3 separate regions of the Gossypium hirsutum genome follow, and regions 1 and 2 are each linked to region 3. The links are chromatin contacts, called in public Hi-C maps. All regions are on one chromosome and are shown on one strand. Each heading gives the region's core, a stretch centred on a gene start, on an enhancer-like site or on the middle of the called end of the contact. The rest is flanking DNA. Distances are from core to core; before and after follow the strand shown. Region 1 holds the start of LOC107895318 (tRNA threonylcarbamoyladenosine dehydratase). Region 2 holds the start of LOC107895264 (transmembrane 9 superfamily member 3). Region 3 holds the start of LOC107895238 (UTP--glucose-1-phosphate uridylyltransferase-like).

What was found. A called contact is a pair of places that touch in the nucleus more often than the background predicts.
Region 1: a Hi-C map of leaf shows a contact between it and region 3, with 2.2 times the contacts expected there. The contact joins the promoter of LOC107895318 here to the promoter of LOC107895238 in region 3. A contact is called at or near these places in 8 of 34 Hi-C or Micro-C datasets (hypocotyl, leaf and seedling).
Region 2: a Hi-C map of fibers shows a contact between it and region 3, with 4 times the contacts expected there. The contact joins the promoter of LOC107895264 here to the promoter of LOC107895238 in region 3. A contact is called at or near these places in 22 of 34 Hi-C or Micro-C datasets (anther, callus, fibers and 4 more).

What each region holds. Positions count from the first base shown.
Region 1 is chrA11:23,256,740-23,259,931 of Gossypium_hirsutum_v2.1, reverse strand. It overlaps LOC107895318 (tRNA threonylcarbamoyladenosine dehydratase), which reads left to right and starts at 1,255. Exons shown (of 10, transcript XM_041081389.1): 1 at 1,255-1,624; 2 at 2,016-2,059. The coding sequence starts at 1,533.
Region 2 is chrA11:23,314,086-23,317,311 of Gossypium_hirsutum_v2.1, reverse strand. LOC107895264 (transmembrane 9 superfamily member 3) reads left to right here and starts at 1,561. Exons shown (of 8, transcript XM_016820568.2): 1 at 1,561-2,087; 2 at 2,170-2,210; 3 at 2,286-2,862; 4 at 2,940-3,077; 5 at 3,166-3,226. The coding sequence starts at 1,936.
Region 3 is chrA11:23,459,873-23,462,987 of Gossypium_hirsutum_v2.1, reverse strand. LOC107895238 (UTP--glucose-1-phosphate uridylyltransferase-like) reads left to right here and starts at 1,299. Exons shown (of 22, transcript NM_001326833.1): 1 at 1,299-1,343; 2 at 1,451-1,535; 3 at 1,637-1,684; 4 at 1,772-1,863; 5 at 1,948-2,038; 6 at 2,143-2,203; 7 at 2,306-2,383; 8 at 2,477-2,527; 9 at 2,648-2,721. The coding sequence starts at 1,483.

The DNA.
Region 1 (3,192 bases), core at 6-2,505, 200 kb after region 3:
GTCGAATCGTCACTTAGAGTTCATTGGCGGATTTTTTCTTAAAAAAAAACTTAACAACCTAGTGATTTAAATAAAACTTTTGAATATTTCACTACTTAAATGAAAAACTTTCAAATAGTCAAGTGATCAAAATAGAAACTTACCCACACTTTAGTGATTAATGATGTAGTTTACCCTATTTGTTACTTGTAAAAAAATGCATTTTAGACTTTTCTCAATTGAGTTTATGTTTGATTCTTGTGATATCAACTTAATCAAAATTTTTATATATAATATAGATATAGATATATAATATATTAAATTGAAAGTGCAAATTATACAAATACATAATACATATTTACATGAATTATTGGCTAATCTTAAATACTTTGTTACTTATATTACAATGTAGTTAAAAAGCGATAATGTGACACTAATAGGTAACAATACAACGACACATGATAACCACAAAAATTAATAAAAATATTTGAAAGATATAAATTTATAAAAAAATATTTCATTGGATAAATAATTATCTAAATTCAGATAAACTCAAATCACAAAATAATTTATACCAAAAATGTTTTTTAATAATTTTATATAATTTATTTTTTATATAAAAAATTGATTGCATGAATATTGATTCATATAATATTAGATATTAAAATATCAATACTTTTAAAGGAATTAAAAAAAAGACATAATGATATATAAATAGTAAGAGCTAAAAAGTTTTTTTTTTTAAATATTTCTCTTAGAAGTCATGATAATTGATTAAAATTAATATTTTTTTCCTGTCAAAATCATCAAAATGTTAAAATAAAAAATTTCCAAGTAAATTACACAGTTAAGGAAAAATAAAGAAGAGAATACATAAATAAAGTGGATTAGACTACAAATGATGATATATTTTGTGTATAAAAAAATGAGGATAAAAAAAAATAAAACTGAGCAAAAATAAGTAAAATCGAAGAGTTTGTTGACGATGAAATAAGGAAAGTGAAAAAAACATTAGAAAAATGCTTGGGGAATTTTCTAAAAATTACAAAAAAAATATTTAAAATTAAAATAAATAAGAATTCTAATTCTAAAAATTCGTTTTTAAAACAGTAATTTGAAAATTTAAAAATATATAAAACTAGTGATACAATAATGTTTAGGTTCATATTTAAGCATTTTGTGTAGATTATTTTAAAAGGCAAATAATTTTATAAATTTAAAGATTTTTAAATTTTTATTAATATTTTACCATGTGTGATTGTTTGCTACCAATGAAGATTTTGTTCAAATTGAGGAGGAAGTAAAACAATTTAGTTTAGGAACAATTAAATTCAAGTTGACAAGTAATAACCCTTATGACTTCAAATCATTTCACGTTTGAATAACTTTGATTCCAGCCTTTATGGAAGCTATTTCAGAATTCAGATTCACGCTCTACCCAATTCAGGTTAGTCGGATTCGGATCGGGTCTTAAACCCTAAGCCAATATCCCGCCTAAAACCCTGAGCCGCAGGCATTGAAGATTAAGGACCCAACAGAAGTGCAAAATCAAAATGGAGGAGAAGCTCAAGAGCTTGGCATTGGTGGGCGGAGGTGCTCTTCTCGGTGCTGCTTCTACCTTATTTCTTCTTAAGCTTCTTCCAAGGTAAGTTTTTTTTATCGTCATCATCTCATTCTCTCTTTCATTGCTATATGAAACTCAGTTGAGTCCATTGATTCGTTGATCGTGCTTTCTTCTTCTTCTTCTTCTTTTCTTTATTTCTATGAAAATGTTTATTGGTCATTGTTAGTCCACATCCATGTTCGCTAAAATTATTAAATTTGAATAGAATTTCTAGGCTATGCTTTCTTTCTTTCGTGAAGTTGTTTTGTCGAAGTACTAAATTGCCTTTTAGTTGCCTAGAAATAGATTAAATATAAGTATGTTGAACGAGTCTTTCATTTAATCTGGTTTCATAAAAGATAGAATATGAATTTTTTCCTTCGGCAGTTTACCAGAAGCTTTTTAATGATTGATTTTTCTGTGTATTTTGCAGAAGGATTTCAAACCAGTGCGATAAAAAGGCAATCAAATTGAATGGTAATGTCAGTTTTATTTACTCAGTAATTGTCTTGTTATACACGATTTCTATGGTAATTGTCCGAAAGAAAGGCTTTGCTGTTGTATTCTCTCATTTGATGGACCTCAACATGCTTTTAACTATTAGCTGCATGCCTTGTAATGTGAAAAACCCAATTGATCAGCAATATGTTATTCTTTTAACTGAAAAGTGATTGCTGCTATGGGAACTAATATCTGCAATTCTTCTGGTAGATATGAATATATGATTAGGTTGGACAAATATCTAGGCTATTAATAGTAGTAAGCCTCTTAGTAATCATCTTACTTACTGAGTGATGAATCTCTATGAATTTGACCTATACTGAATCCATGATTGTTCAGAAAACAGTTTCTAACAGGATTTTGTATCATTCTGTTTAATAAAGAGGCTTTGCAAAAATAAGTTAATTGTCTTATTCCTTTTTTTTTTTTTCAAGGATATGAATTAGCCTAAAACACATGATTATTATTTTGGTTTATTAATACGATGAATTATGGATTATTGAATGAGATATGAAACTTTATTATTATGACTAAAAGGATGTCTTATGAAAGCTGTGAATATTGAATTCGACTCCCAAGAAAGGGGACAATTGATATAGGATTAGTGGTATGCTTTAATAATGGGTTATAGTAGTTAGCATATGCCCTTTCTAATGGGTTATTAACAGTTAGCACATGTTCCCGTTGACTGATCGAATTAGTTATCATACAGCTGTACTAACTGTTACAATAATTAGTAAAGGTTATGAGAACAAGGTTATCAATATGACTCTAGACATTGGTTATGGTAGTGACGGTAGCTAACGAATATGAGTCTTCTGTAATTTTTAAAGATGGGACCTTAACTGTATGATATGTTATTTCAGGAATGATTTATATTTGAAGTTGATCAATGAATTTCTGAAGTTATTCATTTTAATATGAATGATCCTCTATCCTTAACTGTTTTCATGATATAATTTGATGAATGTTCTCAAATGAGTATATTGAAAATGATTCTTGATCCTGAAGGTGTGTGAGAATATACTTTTAAGGTGTGGTTTGCTTATTTCCTTTATATTTTACAATTTCTTTAGTAAGAGTTCTAAACTTGTGAGAAGCTAGAAGAT
Region 2 (3,226 bases), core at 312-2,811, 150 kb after region 3:
TGGATGTTTTATGATGAGAAAGATATTGCGGTGCTCATACCATCATGGGTTTTCAAGCAGCAACAGCTGTTCGTGTCAAATGTACCGTTGATTCATTTCTATATGATGAAGTGTCACGATAGAGGTCGGGTTTTGAGGCAGTTCGGTTGCGCACAACTTATTCCGAACCCTCCCGTCGACATAAAAAAATTCCACCAAATGGACAAAAAGGGTTCGGGTCGAAACGCTTTAAATTGGGCACAAAAACATGAACCGTATATTTTTCTGTGGAATCAGCGACATTAGAAGCGCCCTTCCTTGTATGTCTTAGAGGGAAGCTTCTCTCTTACGCCCGAGTGCGTAGCATGGTATATGGCACACCGGAAACCCTTTATATTCCAAGGTCATTACATGCTGATCCAAAGAGACATGCAACTGGAATTTTCTCGATGGCAACAAAGGAACGCACAACTGCACAGTAACCAAATTCCGCCATTCAGGAACATCGAGTCAGATACTACTTTGGACCCCGATCTCGAGCTCCAATATGAAGCATCTGGCTCATCATCACACCATCTGAATCCAGATTCGCTGCAAGAAATTCCTCCATCATTCGAGGATATTTTTGGTGATGACTTAGAGCCTCAACATTTGACACGATTCGAATGGTCCTCATACCACCAGAAGCTCCGTCTCGAAACACGTACACCCACCACTGAGGATATTTTTCCATCGACACCTCCGGTCATTCAATACCCATTAACTCCCAATTATGGTGTATATGGTTATTCTACTTTTCTAAGTACAGCGGACGGGACATCGAAGGCCGGACCGAACAATTATCAAATGCCTGAGCAAGGTGCATGGCATCATCGACGGAGGCATCCAGACCGTTACACGCCACCGCCGGGGACGTCGCCGAGATCGCAACAATTTTAAATTTTTTCTGTTAATTTTTACTTTATTTTAAAATTATTCTGTAAATATTTATTTTATTGTTAAATTATTTTTTTAAATATTAATTTAATTTCTCTAAAATAATTATTTGTTTGAATAAATAACTTCGAAATATTTTAAAAAAAATTCAAATAAGTAATAGTACACAACAAATTAAATTTATATACACAATAAAATACAATCATTCTACAATATTAATACAAAAATAATATGCACTATATTAAATTTAAACATCCAACGAACTACAAACAGATGGGTAAAATTAATATACAAATATTTTAAATTCAAATTATATATATTACAGATTAAATTAAATTTAAAGATACAAAAAAATACAAACATTCTAAGAAATTAATACACCAAATTATAAAAATGAAACCTTAAATCCTAAACAACTATATTAAATTTACAGATATAAAAAAATGCAAACATTCTTAAGAAATAATACAATTATTTTCAATAGTAATTTCTTCCCAACTAATCATCTTCTGCTTAAATCAGGTCTACGTTGCATCAGGATAATTGGTTAGTTGAAACGGTCAGCAAAATTAAAAAGAAACAGAAAACCAGCTGCATGAACCAAGGGTAAATATAACTTCTTAAAAGCTCTAGACCCTTTCTTCTTCCATTGTCCCGTGAGATACCTTTGCATGGAAACTCTACCAACTGATTCTAACCACAACCTAGTTGTGGAATAATCGCTACTGCACCATAGATAATGTCTATCTACATTTGATGATTGAGATGCTTCTTCGTCTCTTACACTGTCAAAGTCAAGTAAACGGATTGTTTTTTTAATCCCCTTCTTCGCCCACCAATCTTATATATTTATAATATACCACCGACACCATTTCTCCTCCTCCTGGGAAACTGGTTGTTAAGTCATTATCATATAAAGTAAACTCACTCGTCTTTATGTCACGACTTGGTCTTCCTTTTTAGAAATTAGAATACAACTGGTTCCCCTTCCTCTCTTCGAATCGTTTTTGCAGTGAGGGAATGGAGAGAATGAGGACGTGTTTGGTTGCAGTGGCCCTTGCGAGCCTATGCTGCGTAGCGCATGTGAGATCCAGTGCCTCTGATCATCGTTACAAAGCTGGAGATGAAGTCCCTCTTTATGCTAATAAAGTCGGTCCCTTCGGCAATCCCAGGTGTCCCTTCTTTCCATTTTTCTCAATTTCTCGATTTTACAGTTTTTTATTTCCTTTAACCTATTTTCTCTTTCATTAACAGCGAGACATACCGTTACTTCGATTTTCCATTCTGTTCCTCAGGTTCGTTTCTGTTTGTTTGGTCGTTTTTGGTCTTTTTTAAGGGAGTTTAAGATGAATTGAGATTGTGCTGTGCAGTCCCCCTGAAGGAGAAGAAGGAAGCTTTTGGCGAAGTATTGAATGGGGATCGGCTAGTGAGTGGCCCTTACAGAATTGACTTTTTGAGCGAGAAAGATGCTGAGATTGCTTGCAAAAGGAAGCTCTCAAAGGAAGAAGTTGCCAGGTTCAGAACCGCCATCTCTAAAGACTATTACTTCCAAATGTACTTCGACGACCTTCCGTTTTGGGGCTTCTTTGGCAAAGTTGATAACGTAGGCAAGGCCGATCCAAGCGATTGCAAATATTATCTCTATAAGCATCTCGTATTCGAGATATTTTACAATAAGGACCGTGTTATCGAGATTAATGTCAGAATTGATCCACGCGCGGTTGTCGATGTCACCGGAGACGAACCTGTTGATGTGGATTTCATGTACACCGTTAAATGGAAGGAAATAGACGTCCCTTTTGAGAAACGGCTGGATAAGTACAAGTCGTCTTCTTCCTTGCGGCAAATCCAGTGGTTCTCAACCCTTAATTCATGTGTCACCCTTTTGTTATTGACCGCTTTCCTCGCCACCATTCTCATGCGAATCCTTAAGAATGATTTCATTAAGAATAAAATTTCTCTGTTTTGATGCATGAAAATCCACATTTAATTCAAATTACACGGTTTTATATATCGGTTAAAAGGTATGCACATGATGAGGAATCAGCGGATCAGGAGGAGGAGACTGGGTGGAAGAGCATTCATGGTGATGTCTTCAGGTATCCGAAGCATAAGTCTTTGTTTGCAGCAGCTATTGGTTGTGGCACCCAGCTCTTTTCTATGTGAGTGTATTGACCTTCGATTTACAGTTATTTTTGGCTTCTTGTTTATGAGCAATCTAGTGACTGGCTTATTTGCATCATCTTCCAGTACAATTTTCATTTTTATCCTTGCTGTAGTTGGGGTCTTTTATCCATATAATCGAGGAGCT
Region 3 (3,115 bases), core at 50-2,549:
TCTATAGCGATTTGGGCAAGCCGCAGGCGATGGGAATCACATGTTGAAGTTTGATTTTAATTGGGTAAGGCACTCCCTTTCACTCAAACGCACGGGAGGTTGATACCCACGTCGATGTGTTAAGTACGTCGACTTCGAGTACGTAAGACAAGGGATTCCTGGTCTGGCTCAAGGCCTGACCCTGTTGGCCTTTGATCGAAGCCAGGAATTGGGCACGGGCTGATAGGGACTGGCTAGATGGCTGCAATCCATTTACATCAATAAATCCAAAATATTCCCTGGTTTGGAAAAAAAAAATTAAGGAATGGAATCATTTTGGAGTTTTTTTCAAAAATAATTTATTATTAAACATAACATATTCATATTTTAAACTTCTAGATCTAGTCTTAAATATAAAATTAATAATAAAAATATTTATGTAGTGATATCATGATTCATAAGCCTTTTTGCCTACATGAAATATAATCAGGGAATATGCCAAACCAAGGGATGAAAGGGTAAAGAAAGATGCCGCGAGTGAGGTGTCTCGTTTTGGTAGAGATGAGCGCCACCCGTTAGTCCACCCCCTCTCATCTCTTAAAGATGCCGCGAGTGAGGTGTCTCGTTTTGGTAGAGATGAGCGCCACCCGTTAGTCCACCCCCTCTCATCTCTTACTTTGCTGTGGGCTTCGTATTCGTCCATAATTTTCCTTTTCTAGAAGCCCAAGCAGAAGTAACTCTAATTTCTCTTTTCTCTTTCAAACTATTCATTCTTCTTTTACAAACCAAGTTTAAGACTTTTTATTACACCTCTCCATTTTCCTTCTTTCCTTTATGGACTTTGAATTTAACTTTCGCTTTGCAATTTTGAAAACAATATTTAAAGGGTTAAATTGAATCATGTTATAAAATAATTTAAAAAAACTGCTTCATTTCATTGCCATTTAATTAAAATTCCAGTCATTTTGTTCATTATTTATAGAGCATTTTTATACATTTAAATTATTTAAATAAGTACTAATTAAATAAAAAATTAATATCATGCTTAAAATTAAATTATTTTAATATTTCCAATTTGTGATTAATTAATTAAAATAATAATAAACAAGCATAAAATGTCAATTTAATATTTTTTATTCAATTAAAAAATTAAATTTATAGAGAGACAGAAATGTCATGTCAGGCTATTAATTCCATTGCACTCCATTTTGTATTTTTTTTATTAATTTATATAAAAGTCAAGGGAAAAAAAATGGTTTAGATATAAATTTGTATATATGCGTTATATTTTCATTTCACTTGACGAGCTTAGGTAATTTGTTTTGAAGGTGACAAACAACAGCACACCACACAGCAGCGCATTTGTAAGATTCTTTCTCTGTTGTGAATTCAGATTCCTTTCTCCTTTGCTTCGATTTGGTTTTCTTGGATTTTGTGATTCATCGATCCTAATACTATTATTCTATCAAAGTCTTGTTCTTGTTCTTCTTCTAGTTGTTTCCAATGGAAAAGCTGGAACACCTCAAATCTGCCGTCGCTGCTCTTTCTGAAATCAGGTTTGCTTCTTTTCTTTCGTTATTCACTAAGTATTGTGGCGATTACTGAATTAACAGAGAGTAATAGTAAGCAAATCTGTGGTTTCTGATTTGTGTCTCAGTGAAAATGAGAAAAACGGATTCATCAACCTTGTCTCCCGCTATCTCAGGTATTATTATTTCAAATCAGTTCTCTTCTATTTGTTTTCCGTTAGATTCAGATCCTGATGCTGAAAGTTAATTTCATTTGATTGAAGTGGAGAAGCTCAGCACATAGAGTGGAGTAAGATCCAGACTCCAACTGATGAAGTGGTTGTTCCTTATGACACCTTGTCTCCCTCTCCTGATGGTAATGATCTTAACCTTATACTTTATCCGGTCAAAATCAAGTATCTTTTGGATTCGATTGATCTCTCACTATATCTAATTGCAGATCCTGCTGAAACCAAGAAGCTCTTGGACAAACTTGTTGTCTTAAAGCTTAATGGAGGTCTTGGAACCACTATGGGATGTACTGGTCCCAAGTATGCTTCTTAATCCTTCACTTTTACTCTATTATATAGTTTTTCATTCTGCACAAATTCATCTAACTGATTTTTCCTCTCCTTTTTTCCAAAAAAAAACACAGATCCGTCATTGAAGTTCGCAATGGCTTGACTTTTCTTGACCTAATTGTTATTCAGATCGAGGTCATACGCTGTTGATTTCCTTTCCTCTCCTTTCTTTTTTTTCCTTTTTGTTTTTGTATGATCAGATCAAGCTAACATTTTTTTTATCGGTATTTTGCTCAGAATCTTAATTCTAAATACGGATGTAATGTTCCGTTGGTTCTGATGAACTCATTCAACACCCATGATGACACATTGAAGGTTCCCGCTTTTATGTTACATGTCTGATTACTGATTTATTTTTACCTTTGTTAAACATGGAATTTAACTTCATATAACTCTTCTTCATTGCAGATTGTCGACAAGTACTCAAATTCAAACATTGAGATTCATACTTTCAATCAGGTTGGTGATTTCAATTTTCAGCTTCTTCTGCAGTTTCAATCGAGACTTTAAGACTTGAGAGATATATCCTTTACTTGTATTATCTTTTCTCTGATTTCTCCCCGTACTGGATTTGCATAGAGCCAATATCCTCGTCTGGTTGTTGAAGATTTTGCTCCATTACCAAGCAAAGGCCAGCATGGCAAGGATGGATGGTAAAACTTCTTCCTTATTTACTTCTTTTCACTTTAGTAGTCAATTAGTCATTCTGTTGCAATGAAAGTGCCAGCTTGGCACGGGTAAACTGTAACTTGTAGCTAAAGATGAATCGGAAGTTAAATGACCTGAAGTTCTTTACTTTTATCTGTCGGTTTCATTTTATATGTCTTCAGTATCAGCTTTGAATCACCATAGAAAGTTGTCATTACTTTTGAACTTTGTAGCTTAACTGAAAATTGTAATTCTTTGAAGCTTTGAAGTGGTTCCCCAAGGGATGGATGTATCATAAAGGTTTGTTTAGTTTTAATTCAAGAAAGTACGAGAATACATGTGGCCATAATATTTAGAGTTTCAGAGATTTTAAGGCATTCTAATCTGAGCCATAAGACT